Regions from separate parts of the Mus musculus genome. Here region 2 is linked to region 1. A link is a contact called in public promoter capture Hi-C data. All regions are on one chromosome and are shown on one strand. The core of a region is the stretch at or near the end of the contact, and the rest is flanking DNA. Distances in the headings are between cores, read along the strand shown. Region 1 holds the start of Kcnq4 (potassium voltage-gated channel, subfamily Q, member 4). Region 2 holds the start of Mycl (v-myc avian myelocytomatosis viral oncogene lung carcinoma derived).

What was found. Promoter capture Hi-C pulls out the DNA fragments that hold promoters and counts their contacts.
Region 2: a promoter capture Hi-C map of embryonic stem cells shows a contact between it and region 1, with 6 read pairs. The contact joins the promoter of Mycl here to the promoter of Kcnq4 in region 1. A contact is called at or near these places in 7 of 39 promoter capture datasets (cranial neural crest, embryonic stem cells, liver and 2 more) and 4 of 115 datasets of contacts at active chromatin or transcription factors (astrocytes, embryonic stem cells and stem cell-derived neural progenitor cells).

The regions. Positions count from the first base shown.
Region 1 is chr4:120,744,792-120,750,837 of GRCm38.p6, forward strand. Kcnq4 (potassium voltage-gated channel, subfamily Q, member 4) reads right to left here and starts at 2,608. Exons shown (of 14, transcript NM_001081142.3): 1 at 2,069-2,608. The coding sequence starts at 2,385.
Region 2 is chr4:122,992,669-122,998,714 of GRCm38.p6, forward strand. It overlaps Mycl (v-myc avian myelocytomatosis viral oncogene lung carcinoma derived), which reads left to right and starts at 3,263. Exons shown (of 3, transcript NM_001303121.1): 1 at 3,263-3,482; 2 at 3,846-4,350. The coding sequence starts at 3,402.

The DNA of each region.
Region 1 (6,046 bases), core at 1,358-3,857:
GGAAGGGCCTTCTCAGTCTCCTTGACCTCCAAGATCTACAGCCAGTTCCCTGAGATCCCTAAACATCCAGACACTGTCACACCATGTGTCTTCCCCTAGGGCTCCAATTAACGCTTCCATCCTGAGCTCCTGGAGACAAGTGTTCTGGACAGGGCTGCCCCTAGCCAGGGCATTCCTGGCATCTGGAGAGAGGCGGATGTGGGGCAAAGGTGTCATCCGATTTAGCTCCTGGTAAGAAGGGAGGCCCCTCTAAAGAAGCTACAGTAGTGGTTGGTCAGGGTTAGGCTGTTTTCATCTCTACTTGACGGCCCCAGCCTGGGGCCAAGGAACTAAGTTAGGAGCCAACTGACTTCTCTAGGCCCTGCCATGACTTGGAAAAGTCACCTCCAGGGAAGAGCCTGTGGAAAGCATAGCTGTGCCCTGTGTCTTAGCCTCCCTAGGCACATAAGGGGCTCTGGCGTATTAATGTTCAGTGGACACTGGAGCCCCTAGTCCACCAGCATTGAACTATATCACTCCACTGACAGCTACATCCAACAGACGTCCGTCCAGGTCTTTTGGGTGCACTGAGATGTGGGCTGCCCCTGATTATTCACTGGGATCCAAAGCCTGGCCTTACACCCAGCAGAGTCTCAGCCTGGGGTCTCTGCACAAAGCCACAGCTGCCACTCTAAGTATTCTAAGTGGGTCTGTAGAAAGTTCCCTTTCTTTGTTCTTCCTGGTACCATCTTCCTCTTCCCCTGAGATTCTGTACCCAACCCCCCACCCCCCGGACTCATGGGGCAGAGGTAAGAGGGCATACAAGGAGGACAAGCAGAAAGACACGGGTGGGGAAAGCCAGATAGAAGGGTGGCCAAGCAGGTGAACAGAGAGATAGACAGATGGACACACAGACATCAAAATAAGTAAGAGGATAGGCCCACAAAGCACGAAGACAGACAGACCAACAGAAAGGCTGTGGGACAGACAGGTAGAGAGATTAACAGACAAGCTAACTCACACACAAAGGGAAACTCAAGTCTTGCATAGGGACAGATTGTCAAGTGACTATCAGGTGGACAAAGCGGGCTGCCCTGGAGACCCTGGAGCAGGCAGTGGTAAGAGCAGCTCATTGTCTCTCCCAGGCACTTCTCAGCATCTCAGCACCAGGCCCAGCCCTTTAACCGATATGGCCTGGGCCTCTCATGTTCCTGGTCCGACCAGGCCTTCCCCCAAGACTGCCTTCCGAGCTGCCAAAATTCACTCTCTACATCCAAGAGGGGTCAGTGTTTTGAAAGTTGTAGGAGCCTGCTGAGAGGAGGAGGGGCCCCACAGCGGCATTGTTTCCAAACATACCCCTCTCTTCTTTCTTTTTCCCCATGCTCAGAGCCAGGCCTAGTACAGCTGGCCAGCAAGGCAGGAGAGCTGGGCCCAGCCTTCAGGGCAAGGCAGGACAGGGCAGGGCAGGCAGGGCAGCCTGCTGCCTTGGGTACTTCGAAGTTGAGGGTGCGGAGCAAGACTAAAGAAGACACGGATAAAGTTGGAAACAGCACACAGGCCTGTCAGAGCCATAGGGACCCTAGACAGCCCTGATCTGGGTACAGCCTGTCTCTGAAGAGAGAAATCTCCAAGGGGACCAGGTGGGAGCACAACATAACTACAGAGCCTGAGGGGAGAAAAATAATGTAGGGGCTAGGGTCTTCTGTGTCTGGGACACAGGGAGGGTGAGGTGAACAAAAGATAAGGAGAGTCCCACTTTAGCGGCTTCGGACTTGGTAAAGCAGAGAAGAGCAAGAAGCTGAATGACGGATCAGAGCAGTGGGGCTCTGCGATCAGGATGAAAGTAAGGAGAGCAGGCAGAAGAGGTTAGACGCCAGGGCAACAGGGGTCAAGGCTGGGAGATCAGGGGTTAGGTCAGGCTGGGAGACCGAAAAGGGGGCACAGGCCCAAGAGGGGAACTGAGTGAGGGTCTGCCCCGGGGCAATAGGATAGAGAGGTGGAGCCAGCGCGGGGTGGCGGTCCCCAAGGAGTCTGGCTCATGCGGGGTCAGAGCCGGGGCACGTCAAGGGGTGCGGGGGCTCCAACTTACATGAAGACGTGGTAGACGAAGGCCCACCCGCGGGGCCGCTCCAGCACGTTGTAGACCCAGTTCTGCAGGCGGCGGTAGCGCTTCTGCGCGGCGGAGGAGCGCTGGCCGCCGCAGGCGGAGCCCGAGCCGGAGCCCGGCCCAGGGAGGGGCGCGCCCGGCGGCAGGGGGCTGCCCAGAAGGCCGAGGCGACGCGGAGAGCCGCCCCCGCCCGCCTCGCCCTGTTCACTCTGCACGGCCGTGAGCGCCACCAACTCCGCGCGGGGGGCGTCCCCGGGCGGGGGGCCCAGGCCGAGGCGGCGCGGGGGGGCCTCGGCCATGGGCGGCGCCGGACGGGGGACCGGGGCGTTGCGGGGCGGGGGCGCGCTCGGGCGGCTCAGAGTCGCATGGCTCGAACCCCGGGCCGGCGAGGCGACCCTGGGCGCGCACGCAGGCGGCGGGGGCTAGGGACCAGGCCGGGTCCGTGCGGGGTCCGGAGGCGGTCGCTCGGAGCCTCGGGGCCGCGGGAGCCCGTACTGACCGCCCGCTTCCCCGGCGACTGGGGCGGCTCTTTCCGACTCCAACTCTCTTATTACGCGCTCCATGCCGCTCGCCTTTCCACCTGCCGCCGGCGCGCCGCTCACATGTCACCCTCCCCCGCCCCGCCCCGCCCCTCCCCCGCCCGCCCCGCGGCCGCCTTCCCAAATCGGGGAGGGAGCGAGAGAGAAGAGCACCGGGAGGGGGACCCGGGTCGGACGCGGCGGAGCAGGGCGCGCGGTCCGCCCAGTCGGTGTGTCCCGGCCCCGAGCGCGTGGCGCGGGCAGCGCGCCGGGCCCCGAGGCCGGGCGTGTACGAGTGGTGTGGCCCTGGTGGCCCGCTCTGGGGAGGGAGGTTGGGACGCCTGGTGAGTGGTTGTGGAAAGTGGAGCGTGGAGTGTGGAGTTGTGGCCGCGGTAGCTCGAGGGACACTTACATTGTAGAGTGGAGGTGTTTGTGTCCAGAGAAGTGCCTACTTGTGAGAGTTGGCTAGCCAGCCGTGGGTCTGCGTGGGTTCAGAGTGAGTGGGTGGATGGATGGATGGATGGGTGGGTGGGTGGGTGGGTGGATAGATAGATGGATGAGAGTACAGAAGAGTGTGCAGAACCGGGCAGTACAGCGCGATGGGTAATGTAAGCGAGGAGGTGTGCCCGTCGGGTCGTGCCCTCGGTTTCTAGTGCAGGGTGTTTAAAATGCGCTGAGGGCCGAGTGAAGTTGGGACAGCAGCTTCCGTTCCTCCTGCTGTTGTTACTTGAAGGGCCCGGTGCCCTACAGCTATCGAGAGATGTGTGGGGTGGTGTAGCTCACAGTTGTGCCCAGATGCGTCTCTCCTCCCGTCTTGTTGATGAAGGAGGAGACCCCAGTTGATCACCCTGAGCAGAGGGGACGCTCCCTCCCTGATTACGTACCTGCCCTCATCTCCCCACTCCATCTCCGCTCCGTGGGATTCACACCCGCCACCCCCTTCTCCCACTCTAGCCCAGAAAAGCTTGTTTAGGGCAGATAGAAGTATAGAAATAAACGTACTAGGGGCCAGTATTAGGGGAACGGACAGAGCACTCCCAAAGGCCTATAGCACCCCACCAGGACTTTCTCTAGGAGCACCCCTCTCCAGCAAAAAGTTCTCGGTGCCTGACCTCCGTCTCCGCTGTGAGCTGTCTGGCCCCTTTTCCCTCGCCCTCCTGACCGTGTACTAGGTGATGATTCGGGTTTGCTGGCCCTCCTTCCTTCTTCCCCAGCCTAAAGCGATGGCCAAACCAGACGCTCCCGCTCCCTCCGCAGGCCCTGCCCCAGGGTGAAGCGCTTCCGCAGCAAACTCTTCTTCACTCCTCGGGGAGGATCTCGGGGGACACAGCTAGCTGGAAGGGGGGGGCGGGCTGCAAGCTCGATTCTCAGCTGTCAGCAAAGGCAGCATTGATCTGCTGAGCGCCAGAGCGGGAGGGCTGGAGGGAGGGCTATGGACCGTGAGGGTGGGTAGGATTCGAAGTTCCCAAGCTACCTTTGGCAGCCTGTACCCCAACCCCTAGCGACCCTTACCCTCCTGCCCAGCTGGGATGCATTCTGGGGTCTGACCTGAATCTCTCCCACTGCTGCTGGTGCTGGGAGTGCGCAGTGCTCCTGCATAGGTCATGCCCTGACCTACTGAGAACTGAAGGTTTCTAGACTTGGGGGCGGGGGGGGGGTGCGCACTATGGTTGCAAGTGCCAGGGCTAGATATAGCTATCTTCTCCCTATAAGCTGAAGCCCGTATATCCCCCACCCCATATATGGCATTGTCTCTCCTGACTGGTAAACTGCAAGTTCTCAATCAGAGGCCCAGGGATGGGACTCAAGTCAAGAATTCAAATTACACAACGGAAAGTGGCTGCTGGGGTCTTTTGAGGCTTTGATCTTAGCTGAAACGGAACTTGAATTCAGGTTGCCCTTATCAGCACTTGGGATATCTAAAATTGGGTCTGTTCTGGGAAATCTGATCCTCCAGTTGAGTGCCACCTATGAACCCATGCTCCCCTTCTCGTGTGGGTGATTGCCAAGCTTCCCTTCTCTCTGTGAATGGAACTCCGCAGGAGAGGGTCCTCGTCATTTTTTCCAGTTCATGGCCTATATTACCCCATCCAAGGCTGGGGGAAGGTAAGAGAACTGTAGTTCCTGTTGGGATGGAAGCTAGATTTCAGAAGCACCTACAGAGGTCCCAGAGGCTATCTTTGAAGGTCAGCACCTCGTGGAGGGTCATGTGCATTGATAGTAAGAGGAGGGAGACAAGAGAGAGTTCTTCCTAGGGTGTGGTGTGTGTGTGTGTGTGTTTGTGTGTGTGTGTGTGTGTGTGTGTGTGTGTAGGAGGCAGAGGAGAGTCCAGAGAGGACAGGTGGCTACTCTTGAGTGTTACTCAGTGGCCTTCCTGTGCCCATCCGGATTCCCAGGACATGACAGAGAACGGACTTTCCCCACAGCAGGCTTTAGTGACTAAGACACTTTTCTGAGCAAACAGCTGTCTCTGGCTCCCAGGTCTAGCCTCCCTACTGGAGGGAGGTGGGGTATGCTATGGCTTTCCACACACCATTCTCTAACTCCCACATCTATGCCCTTGACTCCACCCTCTGCAACTTCCTCAACTCTGCTTCCTCAGCTCCTTGGGAACCCTGCCTAGTCTTCTGAGCTCATCCCCTGACCCATGTTTCTCCCTGGCTCTTGAGTTTCCAGGGCTGTATAAGAACAGGCCAACTCCCTGATCTGCTGTAATCCATCACTGTCTCCATCATCCATCAATGGAGCAGGTATTGATTGCGAGGAAGGGTGGGGAGGGAGAGGGTTCCCATTTGCTGAGCACCAGCTGGGGGCCAGATCCTCTCCTTTACAAAGAACAGAGTCCGGTGCTTTGTGGGAAATGGGCTGAGAGGTAGGGACACTCACCCAAGGAGAGACAACCAGGCAGGGAGCTCACGCCCTCACTGGCTTGCACTTTCCCAGAACTCCTAGGCCCTGAGTGCCAAGGAGAAGGAATTCTAAGAGATGATTCTGAGTCTCTAGCACTGGCTCCTGCCAGGGGGTAGGATGCCCAGATCTGAGAGGATCAAGGTCTAGAAGTGGCTGGCACCTTGGTTCTTGGGGGTAGCTTCATCCCTGGTATTGACTCCTGTTATGACCTCAGGTCATTTCACGGCTCGGATTCCTTGCTGGAGTGGGAGGGTTGACTGCACTCAGCAGTTTTCAGCCACTGTCAGCACCAGGAGTCCCTTTCTTCTTTCTTTCTTTCTTTTCTTTCTTTCTTTCTTTCTTTCTTTCTTTCTTTCTTTCTTTCTTTCTTTCTTTCTTTCTTTCTTTCTTTCTTTCTTTTTCTTTTAGCAGACAGAATCATAAGGTGGTAAAGAATGGTTGAGGTGAGGGGCTCCAGGCTCCTCCCACCTGCCTATTTCTTCCCTATCTCTCTGATGGTCTCCCTGTGCAGCTGCCTACATAGTCCTGGTGC
Region 2 (6,046 bases), core at 2,013-4,512, 2.2 Mb after region 1:
GTGTGTGTGTGTATATATATATATATATATACACATACATACATACATATATATACTATGTACGTATATGTATGTATAATATATATATAATGTGTATATATAGTGAATGTATGGATATATATGTATGTGTGTGTGTGTATGAATTAGAACATAACAACAACAAAACTGCAGATAATTTAGATGTCTCTAGAGTAGCATTTGTTACCTTGGTCAATTTATCACCATTCTGGGTCCAGACATTAACTCAGAAACCACAGTTGTCAGTCCTAAAAGCTACAGTGTCTCCTCGGAACAGACAGACACACATTAACCAGGCTCATGAGACCGCTATTTCAAATCAGATGCCAATTCATTAATTTACAAGGGGAAGTGAGGTTTTGGAGCACGTTGGATTTCTCTGTTGCTGAGTGCATTCTCTCTCTGTAGGTGGGGTTACATGGGATGCAAAACGGCTTTCAGAGAACTGCTGAGCGAGCCAGTGTAGGTAAGGTGGGGGATGAACTGGCTGGCTTCAAGGAATGATGCCTCCATCTTCCCTGTCTCCGGATCAGCTTTTTGCACCCAGCGAGATCTTGATAGTGTTCACTGCTGGTGATTACCATGGCAGCTCTCCATAATTTCTGCCTTTCTCTGAGGCCCACACCTTTGGCCTAATGCCAATACTTTCTTAGTTATATTAATACTTTTGGTCTGGGGATATGGCTCAGGGGTAGAGCCTTTGCCCAAGCCTATATCAGACTCTAGGTTCAATTTCCACCCCTGAAGAAAAATCGTTTTAGTCTTTTTGTTTGGTTTGGTTTGGTTTTATTTTTGGCTTCTGGGGGAGGGGGTTGTTTGGTTTTTGGTTTTGGTTTTTTGGGTTTGTTTGTTTGTTTTTGTTGGGTTTTTGCTTTGTTTGGTTTTGTTTTTCAAGACAGGGGTGATCTGTGTAGCCCTGGCTGTCCTGGAACTCACTCTGTAGACCAGGCTGGCCTCGAACTCAGAAATCTGCCTGCCTCTGCCTCCCGAGTGCTGGGATTAAAGGCGTGTGCCACCACTGCCCTGCCGTCATTTTAGTCTTGAGACGGGGTTGCAACAAGTTGGCCAGTGCTCAAATGATCCTCCTGTAGTTTGCATCCCAAGTAGCTACAATTACAGGTGTATGCCATTGTGTCCTTACTACATTAGAATATTTAATCAGGGAATAGTCTAGATGGTCTCCAGTGGGGAATTGGAACACCCTTGTATTATAGCATTAGAAGGTTGTATTGGGGCTGGAGAGATGGCTCAGCGGTTAAGAGCACTGACTGCTCTTCCAAAGGTCCCGAGTTCAAATCCCAGCAACCACATGGTGGCTCACAACCATCTGCAATGAGATCTGATACCCTCTTCTGGTGTGTCTGAAGACAGCTACAGTGTACTCATATATAATAATAAATAAATCTTTAAAAAGAAGAAGAAGAAGGAGAAGAAGAAGAAGATTGTATTGGGAATACAGGCATGAGCCATCATACCTGGCCTTAGTGAGGTCAGTCTGGGCAACAGAGTGAGAATCTGTTTCAAAAAAAAAAAAAAAAGAACAAAATGAACAACTCAGGTAGGCCTATTTTCCAAATATAGATTCCAAGCCTCCTGTGAATTCTATGCAACAATATCTCCCTTAAAAGTTATTTTCCTGCTTACATTGGTTTCTGTTATTGTGACCAAGACCCCGGAAAGTGCAGCAACCACCACAGACATCTGCATGCCTGACAACAAGACCCTGAAAGGGAGTCTAATCCCTCTGCACCAAGGCTGCAACCAAATCAGGAGCCTTTTCTGGGCCTCCCAGTACAGCACAGAGCAGGGCATACAGGCCGTCTCAATAAAATCTGGTTGGCTAGGTCACTCAGGAAGCCAGTGCGTAAATATTGCCAGAAGTCATTCTAGGTGCAGGGACTACAAAGCGAGCCAATTCCTGCTTTCAAGGATGTCCTACACACACCTTAGACACAACAAATGGAAAATGGAGAGTCACACACACCCCCTGTCTTCTCACCCAACTCGTGGGTCATCTCACACCTCCCTGGCCCAAAACAACGGGACGTGTTTATCCTTCTGGCTTCAGTCTGTTAGGATGGCAACAGCCTGTAGTTCTGAGTAGTTAGACAAAAAGAGTAGGAGGAAGAGAAGGATGGCAGACAACCAGACACCAGACCTTGATGCCAGGTGTAGGATTCTAGATGAATTGGCTGCTATCCTAAGTTACCTTCCTTGGACCTAAATTAGTTAGTCTTTTCCTTTCTCAGAAGGTAGCCTGTTTATGATAACACAAAGGAAATATATATATATCTCCATCGTCTCGGCCAGGGATGTCATGCAAAACTTCAAACACTTTGATCCCACAGCTAGGAAGCACAAAACAGGGGCCTGAATGAAGTTTCCACACCCCTACACTCCTATCTCTAAAACAGCCGTTAGGAGAGTTTTGTGTGGAGGATGAATTCTGGGAGGCAGGGCTGTGAAGGAAGGGTCAAGTGTCAGCTATGACCTGGGGGATGACAGAGGTCTCACTACCCTCCCCAGGGATAAAGCTGCTGTTGTTCGAATTCTCTCATGTCCTTTCCTAAGGTGCTCTATCTTTTTAGTAAACAAATTCAGCCCGGCGATCCTGTGAAGTCATTACCATTCCTTCATTTCACAAGTAAAATTGGGGCTCCGAGGGATTATATATACTGCAGGCTTTCTAGCTCGGAATCTTCACTGCTATTCAAGGTTTAAGCCACTGAGCTAAAGAATGGGCTAATGGTTACTGAAGCAATGGGTTGAAGAAGCCTGGGTTCAGGGCCGAGGGCCACCAGGTGGCGCGGTGGAGGTGCAGTGTGTGCCCCACCATCACCACCACCACCTCCTCTGTCATGGGTGGGACGCACCTGAACCTGGTGGGGCGCGCCCCGGGAAGTAGACTAGCAGGGTGGGGCAGGGAGCAGCTCTAGTCCTTGGCTCTGAGTAGGCGCGGAGCGCCGCTTTAGTTAAGTCGCTTGGACCGCGGGAGCCTCTCGAACAGTCACGCCTCCACCAGGAGACTGCGGGGCTGCATCAGCTCTTCTGCTCTGCGCTCCCCAGCGTACAATTTATTAGGGAGCTTCAAGGGATAGAATAGAAACGACCAGTTCAGCCAGGAGGTGGGGCCGGCCCCACCTGTCGCCAGCGGAGAGAGGGGCGGGAGGGGGAGGGGCTTGTCTCCTAGGGACCACCCCCCCTCCTGGTCCCCAAGCCCCGGGCACGCGACGAGATATAAAGCAGTCGGGAAACAATGCGCCTGCAGATCGCGCTCCCGCGTCGATCCCGGGAGCGTCCTGGCTGCCGTGTGCGAGCGAGGCGGGGGGCGCGCGCACGGGGGGCGCGCTCGTGAGTGCGGGGCCGCGCGCTCGGTGGCGCGCATGTGTGTGTGTGCGGGCTGCCGGGCTTCCCCGAGCCGGCGGGGAGCCGCTCCGCTCCAGGTGGCGGGCGGCGGGAGCGAGGTGAGGCTGCGGGTGGCCCGGGCAGGGGTCCCCAGGGGACTGGCGGGCTGCAAGGCTGCAGACTGCCTTCGAGACAGCGCGCCCCCGCCCGGCCCTGCTGTGCCCCCGGAGCTGAGCTCCGGGCGGTGCTGGCAAAGTTTGCTTTGAACTCGCTCCCCTCAGCCTGGTCGGCCCGTTGCGAGCTGCCCTGAGCGAGCTGACCCCAGGCCAGGCTTCCCAGGAGCAGGGACCAGGGCGCGGGCTGCAAGCTGGTGGGCCTGGGGAGAGACCAGAGCCCCGCAGCCAGCTGCAGCGAGGGACTCGGAGCCGCCTCTTCCCTCGGCGGGCACCGCAGTCAGCTCGTCTCCCCCTTCCCTCCCGCAGGGAGCGGACATGGACTTCGACTCGTATCAGCACTATTTCTACGACTATGACTGCGGAGAGGATTTCTACCGCTCCACGGCGCCCAGCGAGGACATCTGGAAGAAATTCGAGCTGGTGCCGTCGCCCCCCACGTCGCCGCCCTGGGGCTCCGGTCCCGGCGCCGTGGACCCAGCCTCTGGGATTAATCCCGGGGAGCCGTGGCCTGGAGGGGGTGCCGGGGACGAGGCGGAATCTCGGGGCCATTCGAAAGCCTGGGGCAGGAATTATGCTTCCATCATTCGCCGTGACTGCATGTGGAGCGGCTTCTCCGCCCGAGAACGGCTGGAGAGAGTGGTGAGCGACAGGCTGGCCCCAGGCGCGCCCCGGGGGAACCCGCCCAAAGCGCCCGCTACCCCGGACGGCACTCCTAGTCTGGAAGCCAGTAACCCGGCGCCCGCCACCCAATGTCAGCTGGGCGAGCCCAAGACTCAGGCCTGCTCCGGGTCCGAGAGCCCCAGCGATTCTGGTAAGGACCACCCGGGGGCTAGCTAAGAGGGAGGCACCCCTTGGGTGGCCAGAGCTCTATCTACCGCTGTTTGAAATCAGGCATTAGATCTTAAACCTTCCCATCACCTCCCCATTTTCTGACTGAAGCTGTCGGTGTAGCCCCCAGCTGTGTCTGTCTGGCACGTGGGTGTGTTGGTAAACAGTTTGGAGAAGTGGGGAGGGAGCCAGCGTCCCTCTGATGGTGATTGGAGCCCCAGGGGACCAGGGCGACTTGGTGAGGGTTGGCGCTTAGAGAGGACAATACTCGGGTTGGACTGTAGGGGATTTCTGTCCTTGGGAGGTTGAAAGGGTTCCCTTAAGAGTCACTCCAAGCTTGAAGCTTTTTTGTTGCTGCCTCTTTCCCTGGGAAACTCACACTTCCCTAAGGGAGAAAAGACTGAGATACCTTTTGAGCAGAACCAAAAGCCTTCCTCCACTCGAAAACCTCCATCTCCCGCCTGCTGCACTTTAAATTGCTAATTCTCTTCTCTTACCCCAGTCCCAGTCCTTACTACTTCCCATCACTAGTGACTAGTGAGACAGGTGGAGGGAGAGTAAACGCTCCTCTTAACAGATGGGAAAACTGAGGATTAGAGACAGGAAATCAGTCAAGTGAGCCCCAGCCTCCTGCTGTCTAGTCGCTTCTTTTCCCAACTCCTTTCCCTGTCTTTCTTGGTGTTTAGAGGGTCTTCCTCATAGCTTGTTTGAGAAGAGCTACACGATGCCTGTTGATTTGGCCTTAGGAAGGTATCCAATCTCCCGCCCAATACATCTGTGGGCTTCGGCTGCTCTTCTACATTCAACATTCCTGCTCGGTCCCATCTCTGGTATTGAGATAATGGTCGTAGCGCCCCAGGCCTCCCTCCATACTGATGAAGAGCAGTCTTCACTGAGCTCAGACCACCTTGCTCTTCCCCTAGCCTCTGAGCCCCCCCCCCCCCCCACTCAGTAGAAGTACACGGGAAAGGATGCTATTGCAGGTGCAGCAGGAGGCTTTGGGCACATTCATTTCCGACAGAGAAAAGTCACTGCAGCAATCAAGAATCATGGGCTTTTGAGAGGGAACTGGGGAATTGGATGTGGAAGTTGTACAGCTATGGAGGGAAATGAGAACAGAATTAAAAAGTCTCTTTTTCTTCGATGCATTTGTGTTAAGGTCATTTTTAACCTGCAACAGGAATTTATGTTTTGTCGGATGACTTAGATAGGAAGCTTGAGATCAAGAACCTAGAGAAGAGCCAGCTCCGCAAGGGCTGTTAGAGAGACCGTTTTGGAAGTTTGGAGATCTTTATTAGCAATCCAGACCATCATAAAAATAACAGGGACTGAGGCTGACCTGGGCCTCCGTTTCTCCTTTTGAAAATGAGGAGGAATGAACTTGGTTGTCCTGCTGAGGACATCCCTTATCTTGTAGAATCTGATACTACTTTCTGCAAAGGAGAATGGTGTCCTAAATGATACCTTCCTTAGATACAGCCTTCTGTGCTGTGAGATTTAACAATGAAAATTAAAGGTTTGGGATGTACAGAAACTTGAATCATTTCCTGACCTGCCCTTTAACCTGAACCTGTTTGTGGGCTCCTGGTTCACTCTCTGGCCACATGGCCTAGAACAAAATGCAACAGATTGCAAACAATGAGGGGGTGGGGTGGGGAGGGTGACTGACGGCACAGCTC